3 separate regions of the Mus musculus genome follow, and all the other regions are linked to region 2. The links are chromatin contacts, called in public promoter capture Hi-C maps. All regions are on one chromosome and are shown on one strand. The core of a region is the stretch at or near the end of the contact, and the rest is flanking DNA. Distances in the headings are between cores, read along the strand shown.

What was found. Promoter capture Hi-C pulls out the DNA fragments that hold promoters and counts their contacts.
Region 1: a contact with region 2 is called in a promoter capture Hi-C map of stem cell-derived epiblast-like cells, with 4 times the contacts expected there. The contact joins the promoter of Adck1 here to the promoter of Tmed8 in region 2. A contact is called at or near these places in 6 of 39 promoter capture datasets (3T3-L1-derived adipocytes, the C10 cell line, hippocampal neurons and 3 more).
Region 3: a promoter capture Hi-C map of liver shows a contact between it and region 2, with 3 times the contacts expected there. The contact joins the promoter of Mlh3 here to the promoter of Tmed8 in region 2. A contact is called at or near these places in 2 of 39 promoter capture datasets (both in liver).

What each region holds. Positions count from the first base shown.
Region 1 is chr12:88,359,232-88,362,009 of GRCm38.p6, reverse strand. Adck1 (aarF domain containing kinase 1) reads right to left here and starts at 1,496. Exons shown (of 11, transcript NM_001277297.1): 1 at 1,415-1,496. It also overlaps the pseudogene Gm5655.
Region 2 is chr12:87,198,679-87,201,549 of GRCm38.p6, reverse strand. Tmed8 (transmembrane p24 trafficking protein 8) reads left to right here and starts at 1,321. Exons shown (of 6, transcript NM_001033475.3): 1 at 1,321-1,464. The coding sequence starts at 1,347. Samd15 (sterile alpha motif domain containing 15) reads right to left here and starts at 1,042. Exons shown (of 4, transcript NM_001290288.2): 1 at 1-1,042. The coding sequence starts at 1,007.
Region 3 is chr12:85,268,956-85,271,908 of GRCm38.p6, reverse strand. Mlh3 (mutL homolog 3) reads left to right here and starts at 1,310. Exons shown (of 12, transcript NM_175337.2): 1 at 1,310-1,370; 2 at 2,435-2,953. The coding sequence starts at 2,499.

The sequences.
Region 1 (2,778 bases), core at 247-2,746, 1.2 Mb before region 2:
ACAAATGCTAGAGTCCACGTGTGTCTGTGCCGCCAACAGAGTGCATATGAACAAGGAATTGGCTGGAGTGGCCAGTGGTTCTCTGTCTCGGACATTTAGTCCTAGATAACCCAGGCAGGGTGTGTCCTACTGGGAGACAAGACAGGGATGGATGGCTATACCAAGCACTCTAGCCATTCACCAGTCCAGTCTCTGGCAAGGAGGGGACTGAGGGGGTATGTTTGGAAAGAAATAAAGTGTGATAAATTCTCTCAGAAGTTAAAATCTCACACCATAAGGCCCGTTGAGTATCAGCCAAATACCACAGTAAAATAAGAGAGAATATAATCCAGGATAAAAAGGACCCAGGTGGCAAAACTACATGGATATATGTACATAAAGTAATGGGGTTGGGTTGCAGTGTGTAAAGCAGGTGCCATGAGTGCTACAACTACAATATCGAAGCTAGCCACAGGGACACAACCACCCCCCACCCCACCCCCCACCCCCACACACACACACCATAACCCAGTGTGACAAATCGATATGGACTTTTTCTTATAAAATAGCATTCAAACTTATAGTCCCCGGGGTAGCGACATGGCATCTCCTGGGTTCATGTTGGACATGCCGATCCCAGAGTTCAAATATCACACTAAAATCAGAAGTTTAAAGAGGAAGTGGGCTGAATTCTGTGTAGTAACAAGCCCTCCACATCACTCTGCTGCACACTACATACACACAGCCTGTGAACCACAGTGACAAGAAGACGCTTAAAGAAAAATTGTCACAGGACAAAATCCAATTCCTAGCAACTCCGCAACTATATCTTGAGCGCCTACTAAGCGCTAAGCTTCTCACTTTCGTGGCAAGTAAATGTCAACGAAGTCTGGGACAGCTGTACTATGAAAGTCTTCTCTCCGCACATCTGCTGGAAGCACTGGAAGTCTCCAAGGTACTGGGGAGTTAAGGAGACTGGAGCCTGTAGCAAGCCTAGGTGACCTGACTTCTGGGGAGGCCCCTGCTCTTCACCACTCCACGCTCATCGCCCCAGCTACCTCTGCGTGGGAGCCCACAAGGTCACCGATGTCTGAAGGCTGCCGGCGGAGCCACTCGTAGCCCCTCTTCACCTCTGCCTACTCCAGGGCACGCAAGGTTGGGCCACCCAAGTGGCCAGTCCACACTAAGGACCTCTAGGACACCGAGCGAGAGAGTCACAGCCAAGGGGGCGGGGCACTGCGAGTCACCTGAACCACGTGGTTTCGCCAGCTAGGGTGACAGGGTCACAGGCTCGAGTTTCCTCCCAGCTTCGTCTGGGCGGCAGAGCCTGAGCTCAAACGTCGCGGAGCACATCTGCACCGGACCCACCGCTCTCCACGTCCCGCACAATCTGGCAGCGGGATTGGCCAGGACTCTGTGCGCGGGTGCTACTCACCAGAGGGTAGGGAAGCTGCGCCGCGCAGCCCGGAACCCAAATTCCAGGAAACAGTGCTTTCGCCACCAGAGCGCCTACAGAAGCCGGTGCCGCGAGGCCTGCCGGGATTTGTAGTTCTTTTCTGTTCCTTAGACTAGAGGCCACAGCTGTGGTCCCTGAGCCAGAGGAAAACCTTTCCTTGTCTGCTAAGATACCGACAAAGAATCATACTGAGAATAATTTAAGGAGTCAAAGTATAGATCCATGTTTAATGGATGATGTAATTCTGGATCTGTAGATTTTAAGTAGGCATTAGATTCTAATTAGAATTCTAATGAGTGAGTCAGCTATTCCTGTTGAAACGAAGACCTTGAGAGAAATGAAATGAAACCTTGTTTCAGTGGAGAGAATTGTAGGAGAGGTTAAATATTTCTGTGAAAATTGCCATTATTATACGGAAGCAAAGCGAAGTCTCTGGTTTGACAAAATGCCTATTATCACTATTCATCTGAAATGCTTTGCTGCTACTGGAGTTTGATTGTTATGGTGGTGGACTTTCCAAGACCAACACTCCTTTGTTGATACCTCTTAAGCTGTCACTAGAAGAATGGAGCACCAAGCCGACTAATGACAGCTATGGATTATTTGCTGTTGCAATGCACAGTGGCATTACTATTAGTAGTGGGCACAAACTCTACTGCATCTGTTAAAGTCCCTGGCTTTTAACAGTCTAGAACTCGATGAGGGGAATTTTGTGGTTGACCAGATGTGTGAAATAGGTAAGACAGAGCCACTGAATGAGGAGGAAGCAAGGGGGTGGCTGAAAATTATGACGATGAAGTATCAATTAGATTTGGTGGAAAAGGTTTTGAACAACAACAATAAAAAAAATGTAGAAGGTATTGGACTTCTTGGAGGACAAAAGAGCAAAGCAGACTATGAGCTGTCCAACAAAACATCTAATCCTGATAAGGTGGTTGGGACCCCATTCACTGACAATAGAAATTCTGAAACTAATGATACTAATGGGACCCACGAATCTGACAGGAACGAAGACTCCAGTGACCCAACAGGCGTTAACATGAATGGAGTTGAGAATGAAATTTCCTATGCAGTGCAAAACTTAAAGGAGTATGAGGGGAAGTAGTTGCTTTTTGATGATTCTAAAGCAAAAGTTACATAATAGAAAGACTTTCTGAGTTCTCTTTGCCCTTCTACATCTCCTACATCAACTTCCTACTTGCCATTCTATAAAAAATTATAGTGAGTATATTTTCCCTGTAAATATTAAACAGACACGGACAGATGTTGGTAAAGTTGATTACATCTAAGGGTCTTTAGTTTATCTTTTGAAGCTATTGGATATTATTGGTCTCTCGAGGCTT
Region 2 (2,871 bases), core at 72-2,571:
CCCGTTTTCTCCGTTGTCTTTATTAGTTTCTCCTTTGGAAATTCAGTCTGTGTTTGTAGCCCCGGGTCCTTGTCCTTACTTGGCTCTATTAATGTGTCCTTTAATTTAGACCTTTCACTTGATTTTCTCAGCTTGTGCTTTTGAGCTGATGGTTTCCGGTCCCCTAATGGTTCTGGAACTTTCTCCTTAATGGACTCTTCTTGTGTCTCCTCTTGGTCATCTAGTAGTTCTACAGTAATCTGTTCTAGCATCTCTGGAAATTTTTCATCAAAAGAGCTTTTTTGTGCTTTCTTTGAAGCCTTTAATGGTCTCTTTTGTGAGAGTTCTAGACTTGCTTCATCAATGGGTCTTCTTGATTCTTCTTCAAAATCCTCCAGTGGCCCTGAGACTTTCTTTTTAGTTGACTGTCTTAGTTTTTTGTCTGGGAACTTAGTCTGCTCAGGTTGCTCTGTGCCTGACTGCTCTGTGGACTTGAAGTGAGGTTTGAGATCTGCTTCCTCAGTAGACTTCCTTAGCTTCCGGTCTGGGAACTTAGGTTTAGTTACCTCATATGGCTCTGTACTTTTTTCTTTAATTGACTCTTTTTGTTTCTTTTCCGATTTGGTCATCTTGGATGGAGGTAGAGCTTCCTCTTCAACTGATTTTCTTAGTTTTTCACTTCGAATATCTGGTGTCTTCTGCTCTGGATCTATTTTTGTTGGTAGCTGTGTACCTGTTCTTGTAGGTGGTCCTTTGAACACACCTACTGAAACGTCCTGTCGTTGTAGGTCTGGCACCTCATGATTTTTACCTACGGGCACCAAATCCCCCTTGCGTGTCCTGGTTGGCTCTAGTGGCACATTTCCTACATTTCCTGGGTCTCGGTCAGTATTTGGGGACAGCTTAGAGCTTACCTCAAACAAGGTGTCTGCGTTAGCATTATGTAATTTACCAGATTTGGTTCTTTTAGGCTGCAGACTCAGACTCTCATCGGAGTCAGAATTATAATCTCCTGAGACTTCAGACATGTCAGTCGATGCGCCCAAGGCCTCCTAGCAACCTCAACTTCCGACAGCGTCTCTATGGATACCACGATTTCCGGCGGGGTTTTCCAGACTCTTCCCGAGATTTTGTCGATCCTTCCAAGTGCGGACTGTAAAAACCGGCGACCGAAAAAGCACGCCCCCCCCCCCCCCCGCCCCTCTCACGTGTCAGGCCAGCGCTACCCTCTGCCGCCCAGCCGCTCCTTCCGGCCCGTGGCTCGCTTCGGCTCCGCTCGGCTCTCCTCTGCCGCGCTCGCTTCGCCTTCGGCTGTTTCCGGAGCCGCAAGCCGCTGGCTGCGGAGCCGCTCCCGGCGCGGGCTGCAGATGTCGGACCGGCAGGCAGCTGAGGGGCCGGCCTTCTGGAGCCCCGCAGCTCGCCGAGGGTCGGCGGGCGGCGTCGGGGACCGACGGGGAGTGGAGGAGAGCCAGGCGGCCGCCTCAGGTACGCAAGGCCCCGGGCGCTGCAAGGGTGGGTGCCTCTGGGCTCGGGGCCGCGCACCTCGGGCGACCGGGGTCCCCACCGTCACGGGGCCCGCGGCTGCGCTCGAGGTCGTTTTCTACGCGGTTTGGAAATGCCCTGGTTCCAGTCCCGCTCCCTTTCTCGGAGCACCCGGCTTGGCAGTCCGGCTCCTTCCGCCGCGCCTCTTTGGCTTCAGTCGGGGTCCGCATCCCACCTCCATTCCCGCCGCTCTCACCCCTGCCCCTGTCTTTGGCTCTCCGCGCGACCCCACCTGCCTTTCCGCGCGCTCCTGCCGGCGTCTGCTGGGGCGCCCGCCTTCCTCTCAGAACCCCGCTTTGCCCTAGCGTAGGCCCCCGCGCCCAACCTCCGTCCCTTGCATCCTTGAGAGTGGGAGAGATGGAAAGCAGCCAGAATAAGGAGGCTTTGAGGTCTCGAAGGAGCCTGATAGTGAAAGCAAAGGCAGGAACTAGAGGCTGCAGTAGAAATTTTGGTGATGTCTCTCGTTCTCCGAGATCCACCCCTCCTCTTGCTTGGGCCGGTGTCTCCATTTCAGACCACACAAGTTCCTTCGTGTGATTTTACTTAAGTGTCCAAAAGCTATAGGCACAGTCTATCGCGCTGTTACCTTTCAGCCTTGTGACCATCACAGGGGCGTGCGACTAAAAGGATACTTTAGAGGGGAGAGATCTGGTCACACTAAGTGCAAGTGATTGGTTTTATCGAGATCTCAAAGTAGCTGTCACAGTGACTGAGGTACTGCTGTGGATTCCTGATGCTTAGTTGGAATGTGAATCCTCACTTTTAGTGCCCTTGGACAATTGGTTAAACTTCTCTAAACATGTCTGAGTTTCCTCTTGTATAAGATGTGGGTTCTAAAAGTACCTGTGCCTTACAGCATCGGTGGGAGGATCGTGAGCCACTGTGACTAAAGTACTTGATGTGCAACCCAAGATGCCCGCTGTACAAAGCAATTGGAGGAGATTAAAGTCTGATTTAGTACAACTAAATTACTAGAAAAGGTATTCCTGGTTGCTATCTTTCAACATAGTGGCTTTTCTCCATGCCCCTGGTGTGTGGTGCTGCACGAGCACCCCTCCCCCCCCAGCTGTGAATCACGGACAATATTTTTATTGAAAACATCCTAATACATTTTGTCTTTTCTATTTTTAAGGGTTTTTTTTTTGTGCTCTGTGGTAAACAATGCTAACATATATTTGATATTATGGTAATAAAAATTCTAATTAGGGTGGGATGTAGTTAAGCGGTAGAGTTCATTTTCGAGGCCCTGGGTTAGTCCCTAGTGCTACCAAGAAAGAAAAGGGGAAAAAAATTAAGTGTACTTTCTGAAAGATTATAAAGATTAAACATATAAGCCCTTATACAGGTATA
Region 3 (2,953 bases), core at 61-2,560, 1.9 Mb after region 2:
CCGGCTACTTAAGCCACCCAGCCTGTGGCCTTTTGTCATGAAGCCCTGGCAAACTGAACAATAATCAGAAGTTTGCTTCATTGGCTCCACAAGTCTGATTTGGTTTGGTTAGTAATTAAATATATACTCATTTAAAACTTTGTCCTAAGTTCCTTTAAAGGGAGGAGGGATGTCCTCCCTGTGGAGATGGCTCAGCAGTTAAGAGCACTGGCAACTTTTCCAGAAGTCCTGAGTTCAACTCCCAACACCCACATGGTGGTTCACACAGTCTATGGCTCTAAGACCAAGGGATCCGATGCCCTCTTCTGGTGTGCAGAAGTACAAGCAGACAAAACCCCATACACATGAAATACATAAATCTTTTTTAAAAAGTTTCTGGGAGGAGGTTTGGATGAAACAGAAGACAAAAACTGAGGATTGCCTAATAATTCTCAAAATATTCTCACTGTGCTCTTGCAGGAAAAAGCCGTGGTGGTATGGGGGTGGGGAGAGAGAGAGAGGGAGGAAGAGAGGAAGGAAGGGAAGGAGGGACCCTGATGTCCTGATTTGCAAATCAAGAGAGTTGGGCTGGGCAGACGTGGAGGTGGGGTGGGGAGTGGGAGCACACCTTTAATCCCAGCGTTTGGGAGGCAGAGGCAGAAGGATTTCCGTGAGTTTATAGGCCAGCCTGGTCTATAAAGCGAGTTCCGGGGCTGTTACACAGAGAAATCATGTTTTGAAAGAAAAACAAAAACAAAATATGAGAGAAAGAGAGAGAGGCTTCTCAGCCCTTTCCAGCTTCGTAAAGCTTTAATTTTCAAGAATGCTCTTGCCAGGCAGTGGTGGCGCACGCCTTTAATCCCTGGATTTGGGAGGCAGAGGCAGGCAGATTTCTGAGTTCAAGGCCAACCTAGTCTACAGAGTGAGTTCCAGGACAGCCAAGGCTATACAGAGAAACCCTATCTCGAAAAACAAACAAACAAAAAAAGGAATGCTCTGCATTCATTCCCTGAATATCTACTTGCCACCAGGACACAGCAGTAAACAAAAAACCAAACTACTTTCACATAGTTTACAATCTAGCGAACAAAGACTAAGGAAACAAGAAAGATATATGTGGAACTACATATTAGAACATGCAAAGGAGACGAGAAGGGGAGCAAAGTAAAATTTAGTAGAAACAGCCTTTCACCCCATTCCGAAAGAGAATAAGACAAAAGAACTAATTGGAACCCGCCAGGTGAAGGGACGCGCAGCTTGGCCACCTTAGCGCCTGCGCACTGAGACGTCGTGCAGACGCCGTCTGGCGGTGTCTCGGAAGCGCATGCTCGGGAGCGCGCGCTCGGCGTTGGAGGTGGTTGGTCGGTGAGAGTTGATGGAGGAGATTCGAGGTGAAGGGGGAAAGCACGTGATGAAATGTGGTCCAGAGAGCTTGTCTAACTGGACAGGAGCAATGGTGACTGCCGCGGGCCTGTCTGGCGGGGCCCCGGCTCCCCCGGAGGTGCGGGGTGGGTGGATTGCGCAGGCGCGGCCCGGCCTGCACGGGATGCCCGACTTTCCAGACCCTAGAACTGCTCATTACACATTCACCCCGTTTGCCAACGGTGGCTAAATGCTGTCGTAGCCCCGGTTTTTCCAGGCTTTAAAAACAAAACAAAAGAGCCTGTCACCTGCCTCACTGTTGTCACTTAAGAATGAGACCTTTAACTACCTAGAGTCTTAGGGTTTGTATAAGAAAACCTGGAATCAGGGTCCGACCACCCCATACACTCACTTTTTATTGCCAAGCTATGTTCTGGGGATATAAAAGACCGAGAGTATCAATATAAAAGAATATCAGTAATAAGGGCCTTTCTGCAAGCTATCAAGCTACACAGGAGCAGGACTTAAATATCAAAGGAGTTTTACCTCCCCCACCCCCACCTCTTCCTGAGAAAGTAATGGCTTACTGTGTCTCCTTGATAGATTTGACTTTGACTTAGTCCCATTGTTTTTTTTACCTTCTTACTTACAGTGTCTTAGAACATCAAAGGATTTTCTAAAAGCCGTGGTTATTGTGTAAAGTATAAATGTTATGAAACTAGCTTGGACTTTTTTCATGAATAATTTCTAGCTAATGTTTCTTAGCTGCGTTTAATTTAGGCATCTGTTTTTAGTGAAGTGCTTAGAAATTTGAATAGTGTCTTTACGGATCAGCATCTAGCGTAATTATAATTTCACTCTAGGGCATTCATTTTAGGAACAGCGAAAATTAATGAAATTATGAATGCTTTGGAATTGAAGCTTGTTATACCAGTGCATGAGTTTTGTGTGCTGTCTAGAAACTAGAAGTATACTTCCCTTTCGCGTTTTGGTTTAATACTCTAACTGTAGTTCTTTGTAATAGTCGAGAGAAATGGGTGATGTGATATAACTGAGGTTTGCTAGAGTATGTGTTGTGTTTTGTTTCCTGTAGGTGATTATTTTCCAGTCAGAGAAGGAAGCCAGTGTCTGCCACTCCCTCCACATGTGTCCCTGCCATGATCAGGTGTCTATCAGATGACGTAAAAACCAAGTTGCGTTCCGGTTTAGCCATAAGCTCCTTGGGCCAGTGTGTTGAAGAACTTACCCTTAACAGTATTGATGCTGAAGCAACATGTGTGGCCATCAGAGTGAATATGGAAACCTTCCAAGTTCAAGTGATAGACAATGGACTTGGGATGGCGGGGGACGATGTAGAGAAGGTGGGAAACCGGTATTTTACTAGTAAATGCCACTCAGTGCGGGACTTGGAGAACCCAGCATTTTATGGCTTCCGAGGAGAGGCCTTGGCAAGTATAGCCGACATGGCTGGTGCTGTGGAGATTTCATCCAAGAAAAACACAACACTGAAAACCTTTGTGAAAATGTTTCAGAATGGAAAAGCCCTTGCCACCCATGAGGCTGATTTGACCAGACCAAGTGTGGGGACTACAGTAACGGTCTATAACCTGTT